Regions from separate parts of the Mus musculus genome. Here region 1 is linked to region 2. The links are chromatin contacts, called in public Hi-C maps. All regions are on one chromosome and are shown on one strand. The core of a region is the stretch at or near the end of the contact, and the rest is flanking DNA. Distances in the headings are between cores, read along the strand shown.

The links. A called contact is a pair of places that touch in the nucleus more often than the background predicts.
Region 1: a Hi-C map of the N1E-115 cell line shows a contact between it and region 2, with 5 times the contacts expected there. The contact joins two enhancer-like sites. A contact is called at or near these places in 3 of 484 Hi-C or Micro-C datasets (the N1E-115 cell line, embryonic stem cells and myocytes) and 1 of 9 other capture datasets (embryonic stem cells).

Annotation. Positions count from the first base shown.
Region 1 is chr2:170,096,995-170,104,591 of GRCm38.p6, reverse strand. No RefSeq gene overlaps it. Among named protein-coding and RNA genes, the nearest start is that of A630075F10Rik, 30 kb to the right of the region's middle. Within about 2 kb of position 3,236, at least 31 of the 459 cell types and tissues checked have an H3K27ac peak or open chromatin away from gene starts, as enhancers often do. A contact at or near this core is called in the N1E-115 cell line, where this site is marked.
Region 2 is chr2:169,683,749-169,690,464 of GRCm38.p6, reverse strand. All of the region lies in intron 1 of Tshz2 (teashirt zinc finger family member 2), which reads right to left. Among named protein-coding and RNA genes, the nearest start is that of Gm34344, 20 kb to the right of the region's middle. Within about 2 kb of position 3,199, at least 15 of the 459 cell types and tissues checked have an H3K27ac peak or open chromatin away from gene starts, as enhancers often do. A contact at or near this core is called in the N1E-115 cell line, where this site is marked.

The DNA.
Region 1 (7,597 bases), core at 1,987-4,486, 410 kb before region 2:
TCCATCCTGTAGGGCTTGGTGTGTGCACGTGTGTGTGTGTGTGTGTGTGTGTGTGTGTTTGCCAGGTATGGTGGCTTAAGCCTTTAATTCCAGCATCCAGAAGGCAGAGGCAGGTGGATCTCTGAGTTCAAGACTAGCCAGGTCTATAGCTCTAGTTCCAGTACAGCCGGGGCTGTACAAAGAAACCCTGTCTCAATTCACCCCCCCCACCCCAATTTAAAATTTGTTTTAATCTCTTTTTTTGGGGAGGGGGGCAGGGTCTTAATGCAACTCAGGGTGGCCTTAGACTATCATGTAGCTGGGGACAATCTTTATTGGCCTCCACCTTGACTGATGGTTGTGGCTCAGTTGCTATCTTATTCTGTCCAAATTAATACACTCAAATCTTACAACTGTGATACAGGGTTGTGTTTTAAGTTTCCCTATGTGTCTGACATTTTTGCTAATACGTATCAATCTCGTAAGTTTAGGAACGGGCCAAAAATCTTTCAGTCCAAGTGAACGGAAGCTTCAAACCTTTGCCACACGGTGGCGCTGGCATCAGGCACATGGCACTCTGTGGCTGCTCCTTCCTGGTGCTGAGAGTTCTGTGTGACCAGAGTGATGTGGCTTTGGGTTTTCGAGAGGATGCACAGTGGCTCTGGCAGCCAATCCTGTCCGCGAGTAGTATTTTTCACAGCCCTTGCCATCCTGATGAAATTGCTCTCAATAAAAAAAATCTACCAAGTCAAATAGTCTGTCAATGGTTCAAATCCCCCAATAGTACTGAAGTCTGGATAGTGGAAAATAAGGATCTACATTCACCCTTCCTCCACTGCCTTTTCTCCTGATTGGATGACTGTACGAGCTTGTGTGGTGTGTGTTTGTGAGTGTATGGGAGAGTGTGTGAATGAATGTGTGTGTGCATGTATGTGCATGTGTGCTTGTGTGTGGTGGTGACCTTTGCAGAGCTTCAACTCGTGTCTAGTCACTCTTGCGTTTGAATCTTCTCCATTTCAAAGGCACTTGGTGAGGTGGTAGAAGGATTCGGGAGGATCAGGAGGTCAAGGTCAAGGTCAAGGTCAAGGTTGGCTACTGAGCATCTTTGAAGCCAGCCAGTGCTACACTGCTGTTTGTCCCAAAACCAACTCCCATTCTCACACACAAAATGCCAAGCAAACCGAACAACAACCAAAAACAGCTTAGTTGGCGAGTGCCTGGTAACAGGCAAACCCTAGGTCCCATCCTCAGAACCACATTCTCTGGGTTTGGAGTTGTGTGGTATAAAGGGTTATCATCTGAGCCAGACCACTGCCATGTTCAAGAGTTCAGCTCAGCACAACAAACTTGAAGCTTTTGGGCCTCAAACTCCCCGCATAGGCATTACACAAGCCTCTACCTCCCGGGTGCTGGGATTACAGGCATGCACTGTGTTGCTAAAATTCCTTCCTTTTGGGAAAATTCCTTCACTACTCCTGAGGACCCAATGACAAACCAAGGTGTGATTCCAACAAAGTTCACCCCGAGGGTGAGGGATTAACAACAGGTGTGTGGGTGATCTTAAACAGCCACACTGGACGGTCTGCACCTAGCAGGGATGAAGGCTACCAAGGGGCCACATAGACTGAGCCCTGTTGCAGAATCCTTTCCCACCACCTCCTAGCTCGCTAACCCCATGGACAGTTAGAGCAGAATAACATACAGCTAGTTGGGCAGGGTGTATATGCCAGTGTGGGTGTCATGCCAGTGTGGGTGTCACGAGCCTCCCTGTTCTGTCCTTCTAAGAGGAAATGTCTAGAGTCAACAAGCCCAGCTGTGATGGTCTTCGGCTGTGAGTGATGGCACATGACTCTAATCCCCAGCCTTCAGCGTCAGCCTGGGCTACCAAGACTTGAGCCTTTGTCTCAAAACCTAGACAGAGCGAGAGGAATGGTGCAGAGCTTAAGAGTGTGAGACACTCTGGTAGAGGGCTTGGGTTTGATTCCCAGCACCCACGTCGCAGCTCCCAACCACTGGTGGCTTCCATTCCAGGCGACCCAATGTTCTTCTCTGGCCTTTGTGTACACTGGGCAAGCAAGCAGTGCACAGGCACATGCAGGCAAAACACATATGCATAAAATAAAAACAAGTTGGGCTGGCAAGATGGCTCAGTGGTTAAGAGCGCCGACTGCTCTTCCGAAGGTCCCAAGTTCAAATCCCAGCAACCACATGGTGGCTCACAACCATCCGTAATGAAATCTGATGCCCTCTTCTGGAGTATCTGAAGACAGCTACAGTGTACTTACATATAATAAATAAATAAATAAATAAATAAATAAATAAATAAATAAATAAATAAATCTTTAAAAAAAATAAATAAAAACAAGTTTACAAAAACCCGTCCGTTATTTTCTGTTAAGGCAGCTCTTTAAAAGAGAAAAGGAAATTACATCTTCGTTGGGGGTGAATGCCAGGGCCTGTGAGCGGGAGCCAGAGCACCCCCTGCAGGGGACAGTTCTCTCCTTAAGAACAACCAGTGCTCTTCTTCAGATGCTCTTCTCTTCAGAAGCCCGGAGTTTGGGGTTCAGCTCCAGGGCACCGGGTCCCTGTGGTCTCCTTGGGTACATGCACACATGTGCACATACCCGCATGCAGATACCTATATATAAAAATATTAAAAGCAATCCTGAAAACTGCCCCCCCCTCCCACCCCAAATATAGCAAATGTTTCCTGAACTTTTATTTGTGCCCAGCAACCTCGGATGCTTCTGTGCATTTAACACTTGTTTCTTTGACTATTATTATTGTATGTGTACATAGGGTGCCTTGCGTAGGTACATGTGGCACGGTACCCTGGAGGTCACAGGGCAAGCTTTTGAAGATGGCTCTCTATTTTCACTTTTATGTGGGCTCTGGGGAGTCTCTCTTAGTTCATCAGGCACGTGGGGCAGGCACTTCTTACTCTCCAAACAATCTGGCTGACTCCTTGCTTTCCATTTTTTATATCTGAACCTCACAGAGTATGGCGTCCTCTGCTCCTTGGTACGTATCGGGAAACTTAAGGTCCAGGGTCAAATTATGACCTCGGCAATGAAGTCAGGATACACTGAAGGGAAGTCCTCGTCAGGTTGGGTTACTTTTCGCTGGAGAATTCTGGAAGGTCAGGGTTTGGTTGTAAAGGAAGCAGATGAGGGCAACTTCCTGACTTGGTGTAGCAGAGAAGCTCTGTCCCCCGTTCCTCGTGCAGGTTACGCAGCTTTTGGCCACACGGGGGCAGCGTTTGCTAAGGAGAGCAACCGGTTGCAAGTTGGAGACAAAGGCCAGAAGAGCAACCTAGAAGAGCTGTCCCTGGGATTCTGACCAGGTTCAGGAAACGAACCAGCATCCCTCGGCTGTGGGATACAGACCGATACAGACCAGGTCTGGCCCGAGGCTATCAAATGGAAGGTTCTGATCTGTGAAGCTGTGGAGACAGAGTTCACAGCAGACTCATTTTGGGGAGACTGCCAAGGATGCCCTGAGAACTTTGTCACAGGCAGAGTATGCTTTTTGCTCTGGTGTAATTATTTCAAAGAGAATGAAAGACTTAATTTTGTATTGGGGCAGTCCTTCACAGATTTCCACAATTCGTTGACCAACGGCACTGAACAGTTTAGTGTCGTCGCAGAATGCCATATTTTGATTTTGCCAGAGGAGGGAGGTTATTAAAAAAATATAGCAACAGAATTATATTAGTGTTAACTATTACCATTCACAAAAGGGGAACAAGGCAGCCTGGAAATGCCACCAAACGTCATTAAATAGTGAAAGGCATAAAAGCAAAATACGGGAGAGGTGGTTTAGTGGAAGAAGTCACGTGGCTATTGCAGAGGACCTGAGCTCAGTTCCACTCACCCTGGGAAGCTCACAGCTGCCGGTAACTCCAGCTCCGGCGGATCTGACACCCACATTTGGCTTCCAAAAACACCTGAACTCATGTGCACATACACACATGCATGCATATAATTCAAAATAATAAAAATAAAAACTATAACTCCATTTACAAGAAGTCACATCTGACCCCAAATCTCTGAGATTCTCTCTCTCTCTCTCTCTCTCTCTCTCTCTCTCTCTCTCTCTCTCTCTCTCTCTCTCTCTCTCTCTCTCTCTTTTGGTTTTCAAGACAGGGTTTCTCTGTGTAGCCCTGGCTGTCCTGGAACTCACTCTCTAGACCCGGCTGGCCTCGAACTCAGAAATCTGCCTGCCTCTGCTTCCCAAGTGCTAGGATTAAAGGCGTGCACCACCACTGCCCAGCAAGCTCTGAGATTCTTATCTATGACCCACTAAAACGGACCTGGACTTAGCCCTGGCTCCACTTACACTACCCCCTGAGCAGCTGAGTGCCAGTCTAGCACGTGCCCTGGTTCTCAACCTTCCTAATGCACTGACTCTTGAAAATTCTCCATGTGGTGACCCCAGCCATAAAACTATTTTCATTGTTACTTCATAACTGCAATTTTGCTAGTGTTATGAATTGTAATGTGAATTTCTGATAAGCAGAATTATCTATTATGCGGCCCCTGATAAAAGATTGTTCAACAGCCCGAAAAGGGTCTCGACCCACAGGTTGAAAACGGCTGCTGTAGGGAAAGACTGGACTGCAGAAGAGAGGAGGTCACTTAATTTCCTTCTTTCTGGTTTTTATTTTATTATAAGTCCAGGGAAATGATCATTGGCTGGTCTTGGTTACACAGCTGATGGCTGAACTAGTCATGGTATCCCGGAAGATGGCGCACCCTGATTGGTTGGGCCAGATTGCTTATCTTTGTCCATCCTCAGGAAATGAGCCACCCCCAACATTTATCTATTGGGACTATGAGGAGTGGATCCCAAAGGAAATCCCAAAGGGCTGTTACTAAAAGATTAGAGAAAGCAGGAGAGGTGGCTCATTGGCTAAGAGCACTGCCTGCTTATGGGTAAGACCAAGTTCCTAGCACCTGTCAGGCAGCTCAGAACTGCCGGGATGTAATTACGGCTCCGACTCCGGGACATCCGATGCTTGCTTCTGGCCTCTGCAGACACCTGCATGCTCTTGCACATACACTGACAGATCCATGGACACACATAAGTAAATTAAAAGTACAAAAAGAGAGGGTTGACTAGATGGATCTGCAGGTAAAAGATGCTTGTCTCAAAGTCTGGGGACCTGAGTTTGGGCCATAGGACCCACACGGAGGAAAGGGAATGGTCTCCCGCACAGTCCTCTGGCTTCCACACATGCGCAGTGCCCTCCTCCGCAATAAGGGTATCAGTAAGTAAACGAGGGTCCCTGGAAAGCAGCGCTCCTTGTCCGTTCTTTTTCTCGCAAAGGAACCAGCCATCTCCCAAGCGTCCAGTTGCCTCTCTCCAGAGAAAGAGAAACCAGACACCCACCCTCACTGAGGAATACTGACAGAGTCCCACACTGTCCACAGTTTTCTTCCCCGGGGGTCTCTGCTTTAAAGAGAATGCGAAAAGCAAAGAACACAGGAAGTGGGGAAGGAGGCTTGGGGAGGATGGGAGGAGTTGGAAGGAGCAGAAGGTAGATTTGATCAGGATAAATTGTACACATATATGGGATTCTCAGTTTAAAAAAAAAAAAGCAGTGCGGCACCCTAGCTTTTCAAAAGGAAATGCTGTTAGTGGCAGAGCAGTGGACCACAGAAGGTTGGAGAACCAAAGCTGGGCGTGCTGGCCCATGTCTATAAACAATGTTCAAATGGTCGGTCCAGCCAGGGCTATTCACCAAAACTGTTTTAAAACTGAATGGAGCCGGGCAGTGGTGGTGCACGCCTTTAATCCCAGCACTTGGGAGGCAGAGGCAAGAGGATTTCTGAGTTCGAGGCCAGCCTGGTCTACAGAGTGAGTTCCAGGACAGCCAGGGCTACGCAGAGAAACCCTGTCTCGAAAAACAAAAACAAAAAAGGAATGGGGGGGGGTGCTGGAGAGATGGCTCAGCAGTTAAGAGCACTGACTGCTCTTCTGAAGGTCCTGAGTTCAAACCCAGCAACCACATGGTGGCTCACAACCATCTGTAATGAGATCTGACACCTTCTGATGTGTCTGCTTATAGCTACAGTGTACTTACATATCATAATAAGTAAATCTTTGTGCCGGAGCGAGTAGGGCAGAGTGAACAGAGGTCCTGAGTTCAATTCCCAGCAACCACTTGATGGCTCACAACCATCTCTATAGCTATAGTGTACTCATTCATATACATAAGATAAATAAATCATAAAAAACAGTGAATGGAGGGATGTAGCTCAGTGGTAGAGTACTTGCCCAGCATGAAGGAGATCCTGAGTTTGATCCACCATTGCCTAAACTATGGTAGTGCCCCAGTTCGTAAGACCATGTCTCAAACAACAAGCTGGAGTTGGGGGAACATAGCAGGATTCTTGGAACCCTCTGGCTGGCACCCTCAAACCAAACAGCAGATGCACAGAAATCTGTGCTCTCTTTAGTGATAGTCATTAAATTCTTGCTTGGTTACATGGCCAGGAGATATGATGACTGTCTTTCATAATTACTAATAGGAGACTTATTTTAATTTTTAAAGACATGCAGTTCTAGATGGCCTTCGGTTCACTGTGTAGAACCGGCTGGTCTGGAACTCAGAAAGATTCGTCCTCTCTGCCACCACACCCAGCGTGAGGCAGTGCTGGGATGGAAACCAGGTCTTTACACATCCAAGGCGAAGCATTTTACAGATGAAGCCACACCTCCCAGCCTTCACCCTTAGGTTTTTAGGGCAGGACAGGTTGAATATACTACATGTAAGTTGCGCAGCTATGAACTGCCTGCGTGCAGTCTTGAACCTTCGTTGTTTGCTCTTAGCTGTAGCCCTGACAGATCCCTGGTGCTGGCTCTGCAGCTGTGCCCTTTACAGCTCTCTGGGGCAAGGTGGTCCTGATGCTGTACGGTGCTGTGGCAGCAGAGCATCCCTTTGTTGTTCTCTGCTATGGAAGGGCCCAGCATCCAGCGACAGCTTTGGACAGCCTTTAGTTTGGCTGGCTGAAGACAGACTCTTCCCTGTCCTGTGTACTTTGGAACTTCAAACTTCCAAAAACTATGAGATTAGATTCCTTTAAAAAAGATTTATCCTAATGTATGAGTGTTTCACCTAAATGAATGCATGCATACCACATACGTGCAGTGCCGTGGAGGCCAGAAGAGGGCGTTAGATCCCCGAGATTGGAGGCTCAGAGGGTTGTAAGCCACCCAGTGGGTGCTGGCAACCAAATGTAGGTTGCCCTGGAAGAGCAGTCGGGGCTTTTAACCACTGAGCCATCTTCCCTTCCCTGAGAGAATCCCACTGAGGCAACCTGTTAGCCATGGGAAGCACACAGAGGTACTCACTCTGAGGCATTAAGGAAGCCAGGCATGGTGGCGCACACCTTTAGTTCCAAAAATGACCAAAAAGTCAGGCACAGAGGCAGGTAGATCACTGTGAGTTTGAGGCCAGCCCAGTGGACATAGTCCAGGTTAGCCACTGCCATATGGTGAGACCTTGTCTCAAAGGGGAAAAAAAAGGACAAAGACTTTTGGGGTTTTTCCCTTCTGTTCCTTCAAGTGGCCTGAGACTCGGCTGGGGCTCTGTGTGGGCTGCGCGCCAAGGCCT
Region 2 (6,716 bases), core at 1,950-4,449:
GGAAAAGTTTCATAGGACCCCGAGTAGGTCTCTGGTAAATATTGACTTGAAATAAAGTCATTCTTGAGAGCTGTCTCTGCTGAGCGCCCTTTCACCAAGATCCACAGCTGATGTTCTGTCTCCCAGGAGCTGGGTCCTGGGGGGAATAAAAAACCCATCACTATGGAGATGGGGGCCCAGTGGCAAACCACAAAGGGGAAGCCAGGGTTAGAGATGCAGCTGAGGCCTTGGGGCTGGGCTGAGCTTTAGGTGACACAAGCCAGCAGCTGTTTCCTTCTCCCCCTCTCTTTCTCACCTACAGGCTGTGGGCTGTGTTGTCTTGTCTTGGATCCTTGGGTCAACCAGCCCACACTGTGACATACCTGTCAGTGACTTCTCACCACCCTTAAAACCCAGTCCAGGTATTCAGCTCTGAAGCCCCTACAGCAGCCGGCTTCTGAGGACTGTAGATTTCACCATGCACTGCTCCCTGCCTAGACAGTGTGCTAAGAGTCCCAAAAAGGACATTTGAATGGCAGGGTCTTTGGAAATTGCTCCCTGTTAGGCCGAGAGTGTTAGCCCTCAGGTCTTTCCATGGTCCCTTCTATTTGGAGATGCTGTTCCATGTCTCTTCCTCAGAAGGACTTTCTGTGACAACCTTCAACAAAGCAATCAGGCCGCCTGCATCACCTTGTCCTCTTTTATGAGCAGGAAATCTACCGCACCCAAAATTATTGATTGCCTGTGGCTATTGCCTATCTAACTCATTCTATGAAGAGAAGGACTTTGCCTATCCATGTTCTCTGTCATTGGCATTGAGCACTCGGGGCAGTGTTTGTTGATGGATTTTTGACATCTGTACCAGGCATTATATTTTGCAAAAGCTATTCAAAAGAATATGTTACCAACCTGTTACCCACTATCAACACTCCAGCATGCCTTCTAGTACAGTCAACGCACAAGGGAAGAAACAGCATTGGAGTAATTCAATCATTTGTCCAAGGCTAAGTGGCTGGTATTTCTTAGCCATGATCAACACCCTGGCCACCTGACTTCACAGCCTGCGTTCTTACACCGTGACTGTCTATCGCCTCCCTCTTAGTGGTTTGCTACTGCATGGCTTATTATCACAGTAAACTAAGCTCAGCCTAGCCAATTACTTATTGGTTCATTCTATTCATCCAAGAACCGTGTACTGAGAATATTGTATGACTCCCTCCGTGCATGGCTCTCCTGTGAAACTCAGTCTGTTGGGCTGACACTACTGCCCTTTTTACTATGCTAAATCTGGCTCTGGGTGAGAGGCAACAAGATGAGAGGTGGGCGGCGATGAGCTCAGAAGCCTTGAGCCAGACTCAACCCTGGCCCTTCAGTCTGTACAACTCCAGCTCACCCATTCCAATGGACCAGTGCGGAGGGCGCAGGCACAATCACGCGACTTGCTCACCCTGTAGGAGGTGATGACCCTAAATCTCTTCGCCTTACACCTTCACTCAACGCACAGGGAGACTTATGTCACATTCTGTCACTTCAATACTCATTGAGTAAAAACTTCCGGAAACTCTGGTTTATGGTTCTGTGAGCTGCCTGCCTGTAGCTTGCTCTACCTGTAAGTAACTCTCAACTATTAAAAAAGACATTATCCTCAATATCAAAATTTGGGTTTACTATCTGATGGCGTCATAGTTTTTTGAGTTTTTTTTTTTCCTAATGATTTTGGAGAAAATCATACCAGCTGTCAATCACCCTTTTAAAAAAATAGCATTTTTACACTATGTGTTTGAATTAATTCTGTGCCCGCCCGTTCTGACAGCAGAAAGTTACCGGTGTCCAGTTGTCTACAGCAGGCCAGAGAATTTTAGTGTTTGGAAATCTGAGTCTGAGGCTGGGTTTGCAATCTTTTGCATGGACTGCTGTCCTGTTCTGTCCTGAGCTGTCAAGATGGAGAAAGGCTCTGGGAAGCATGGATCAGTTGGTCTGTTTCATATACAGACCTCAAAGCTGGCACTGAGAGAAGCCTGGGTGGAATGGCTCAAGCCAGAGATCAGTATTCCCCAGACCTGTGAGGCTGCTGCTGGCAAAACACGGAAGTCTGTTGATAGTCAAGTTTGTCTTCAAAGCACAAAGATTACAGAGCCACAACTCAGGGATAGGACTGTTCACTGTCACCAACACAGCGTCGTTGTATGGCCAGTCACTCACTCAGTGGCAGAATCTTGCTCTAGACCCCAGGCTGCCCAGGAACTTACTATATAGTCCAGTCTGACCTGAAACTCACGGAATCCTTCTGCCTTATCTTCCCAAGTACTGAAACTCACTCTCTCTCTCTCTCTCTCTCTCTCTCTCTCTCTCTCTCTCTCTCTCCCTCTCTCTCTCTCACTTTCTCTCTCTCTCTCTCTGTGTGTGAGAGAGAGACAGAGACAGAGAGAGAGAGACAGAGAGAGAGAGACAGAGAGAGAAAGGGAGAGAGAGGCACATGTGGAAGTTAGATGACATATATAACTTTCTTTCAGGAGTGGACACTTTCCTTTCATCTCTGTGTGGGCTCTGAGGCTCGAACTCAGGTTGTCAGACTTGACAGCAAACACCAGACCCTCTGAGCAACCTTGCTGGCATACTCTACTTCTTTATGACTGGCAGTTGGGTAGGTTTCTTTTTCTTAACAGAGCCATCCCCAGGTACACAGGAGGAATCCCCTATAGGGTTACAGTGGTGACACGATCACGGGCTGCAGGAAGAGTCCAGGTTTTCTGTAACCTTTACAAGGCCACCATCACGCACATGAGCTACCCTCGAGAAAAATGTCTCGCTGAGGTATGTGGCTGTATTTGGTTCCAGTGCGACTTGGTGAAGCATGGACCATTGTTATCTATGTTTCACAGGATGGGGAGAGTTCTAGAATGATAACTGATTGGTCCCACGTTGCGAAATGAAGAGACGTGGTAAGGGTGAGCTTTGTGCCTGGCTGTGTTTCTTGTTCCTGCTACCCTGCTTTCAAGTGCTGTGCTGGGAGCCTCCTGGAAGGCAGGGAGCTGGGAAAAGCTACTAAGGAGGAGGGGAAAGGGGCTCCCAGGAATTCTCTATGCCTCCTTGTCTGTTCTCAAAAACCCAGTTCAAACTCAATCCAGCAACGAGAAATAATCTCTCCCCAGGGTCTGACACCCCCTAAATGCTTGGAGGATGAACTCTGTGCTTGCTTCACCACAAAATTATTCACAGGCTCACAGGACACTTGCTGGCCTCTGGAATCCTATGTCACAACTGACAGGGGCCTGGCAGATGTCTCTAATGATATTACCAAATGGTTCTCCCCACTCTTGGCATCAGGCAAGAGCATTTTTTTTTTAACCAGACAGTCCCTCAGATGTGATGCTATTACCCAACTTTCAAAGCTCCTTTTTGACCTCTGGTGGGGAGTGAATTGGGCACATACGCTCCAAAGGGCTGCGGGGACCATGGGAGAACATCAAGTTGATTCATCAAATTAGCTCAAACATAATTGTCCTGCATGACTGGCCATTGAACTCATCTGTGATAAACCTGTCAAAAAGCTATCGGCTCTAATGTTAAATAGAGACGCGCAGTAACGCGTTCACAGTCTGACGGCTGTTGGACTTCAGCCCGCGGGGATAATTCCCTTCTGTGGTAAGCAGCATGGGATGCAGCAGGAGAAAAGGAACGCCCAGAACCAGCAAGGGTTAAGTCTTGTGTGTATCAGGCACATGACTAGATTCTTCTCTCCAAGAGAAGAGGCTATGGATTTTTTTCTCTTGCTTCTTTTCCTTTTTTCTTTTACTAACCTTGGCTTTCATAACCTATTTGACTTTCTGCAGTGGAGACTCACCAAGAATGAAGATTGTGTGTGCTGTTTGTGTCTTACTTCTTTGGACTAAGGTGTCCGTCCCCTACCCGAATTCCCTCAGCGTGGTGCAGAACCCACCAGCTGAACACTGGAACCGTTTTGCAGAGACAAAAGGAAATCAGACGATGTGATTCCTTCTTTCTACCAAGGATGACGAACCGTGCTTCCTACGACGGAGCTGAGGGTCAGTTCTCACAGGGGCAGTGAGTGTCTTCCCTGCGCCTACTCTCAGTATGGCTGCCCTGGCACCTCACAGCGACAAGAGGTGCTGCAAGCCTTTTCTCCAAGCAGCTCAAGCCCAGGGAATGCACTGCCTCCCACATCTGAGATCCTTCAGCCATTACACATGTCTTCTTTTCATGACTCCTTGTCTGATTCCTAATTTTTTATGCCATTTGGGGGTAATTTCTCTCTCTTTCTCTCTCTCTCTCTCTCTCTCTCTCTCTCTCTCTCTTTTGTTATTGACAAAGACAGAGGAGGCTCCTACAATTTGTGAGTGACTGACAAGGCCTCATGTTGTTAACTCAAATGTTTTGATTTATATCAGAGGGGACCTGCAAGCCCCCAGACATGACAGGCTGCGATGGCGCCTTCAAAGCCAGTGAATATTAAACCCCAGAAAGCAAGCCCTTTATGCGATACTCAATAAATTATCACTTGTGGGAGGTTCGGCAACAAGCCATAAGAGAGAGACCAACTCCATAGAAATTCCATCGCAGGGAACTACCCTGAGGAGGCTGGGGGATGTGGGAGCAGGAACGGATACAAAGATGCTTCTCTTGGTGCTGTTTAGAATAAGAAGTCAAAATCAAAGCAAGGCAAAATTTAAACGGAGCAAAACATATCCAGGAACTGGGCTAGGTCTGTGTGTTCCATTCACCCAGCTCTGTTTACAGTCACTGAAATGGCACGATCCAAAGACAACAAGGATGTCACCTGGAGGTGGGTTTTAAGGTCCCTTTTACACCATATAGTGTAGTATTTTCCTTTACCACCCAGAAGAACTAGGGTTTGTTTCCTTTGTTTTTCAGGCTAGCCATGCAATAATGTGAGAAACTTTGTAACTCTGTATCCTTTTTTGTAAGCTCCCATCAGCGCCCCATCACCAGGAACTGAACAGATCCTCATTGTGAACGGTGACGCTGATTGTGTGAAGGGCCACTAGAAGGAGCAATTGATCAGGGGCACAGGCAAGAGGAACACCATCCAGCCGTGCAAAACCTTCTGTTGATCTTTGCCAGTCATGGATGTGCCCGTCTTGGCTTCCTTGGCTGAGTTAGAATCCTCTCTTTGAAAATGAAACTGTTCATTTCCTGAGAGGAAAAACTCAGCAAGGCTTTTTTTTTTTAAGTCCATATGCTATGTCCAGGGTCCAAGGAAAGTGTAGCAAAGAAAGCTGCCAGCCACGGCTTTCCCAGGTGTGCAGCCCCAAAGACACCCCAATCCCCCACACCCAGAAGAGATCTGGCGATCTAGTTAAGACCAGAGACTTCAAGGCTTTTCCCATCTCAGCTTTCCAACTTACTGGTAATGTTACTTCTAGGAAGCTAATTACTCTCTGAGTCTTTTGGATACAATGGGATGAATACAAGAAAAGGCCCCTGCTGGAGTGGTTGTAACTGTGCGCACCTGCCAGAGCGGTTGTAACTGTGCCGGTCAGGGCACATGGTAAGTGCCTCATGGATGTTCCAGGAAGAGTCAGTGTAGAGGCTCAGCTTTAGAAGCCATTTTCCCTTCTTTAAACCACGCATCTTCTTGTTATATTTTCGAGTGATGTGGGCACACACCCTGAGCTCCTTTAATGCCAACTGCCTTAGCTATGGCTTACGGACGAACTTCTCTGACCTGGCAATTATCACTTCCAGACTGGAGGTAAAAGTTGAGCTTATTTTTCCCTCCACGGTTAGTTACTTCCATTTAATTATTTTCTGGCCAAGGTGATTGTCGAAGTTCCTGGACCTACAGAGGCAGGCAGGGGAGGTGGGGGCGGTTTCTCTAAGAGGGTTGTGGTGGCACCGTGGACAGAGCTGTTTGGGAGAACTGCTCTAAGTCCTGGGGAGGAACTTGTTGGGAGGTGACTACTGTCTTCAGGAGCTAGGCTCTTGCAGTCATCGGTCTGAAAGGACCATGTAAGTCACACCAGTGAGTAAGCGTACAGCGTCACGCCATGACGAAGTGACGAGTGGAGGACCAAGGTACGGAGCAGCCATTGTCTCTCCTACCAGGCCCAGCTGGAGAAGCTACAACATACCTCAGCTCTTCACTTGGCGTTGTTTTTCCCAATTGAACACTTATGAAAGGCATGTATATGACATCTGTTAATTATGTGACTTGCTAAAAAAAAAAAAGCATTTAAAGCCATCACTCAAACGCAATGTTACAAGTATGGCTGAAGCTGCCTCCATCATCACCCAGGAGTGTGCACACTACCGCCTAAGGCAGCCAGCGCTTGCCTTCTTTTGTGTATGTGTCCATGAGTATGCAAGGGAAATGCTAAAGTACATGGTGGCTGATCCTTGCAACAGATTTCACCCTGGGGGAGGACAAGCTCACCACTTACAGCCATGAGTGTTGCCCCATACTTTATGGAAGAGTCAGCTAAGGCCTTAAACCCTCTAGAGTCAGACTCAGTCATCTTGCCCTTCCTAAGAAACTATGTGCTTTTTATAGCACCGGCAATCGGGGTGACACTTCATGTATGTTAATTCACACATATGTAATAGACTAATGCATAGTATGTAAACTATCTAATAGCTATGTTATCCAAATCTTCCTTTTTTAAACTATCCATTAAAAATAAAAAAAACTTTATCATAAAGAAATGCAAAAAAAAATCACATTTTTGTGTGTCTTAACAAACACGGCCCAGCCACTC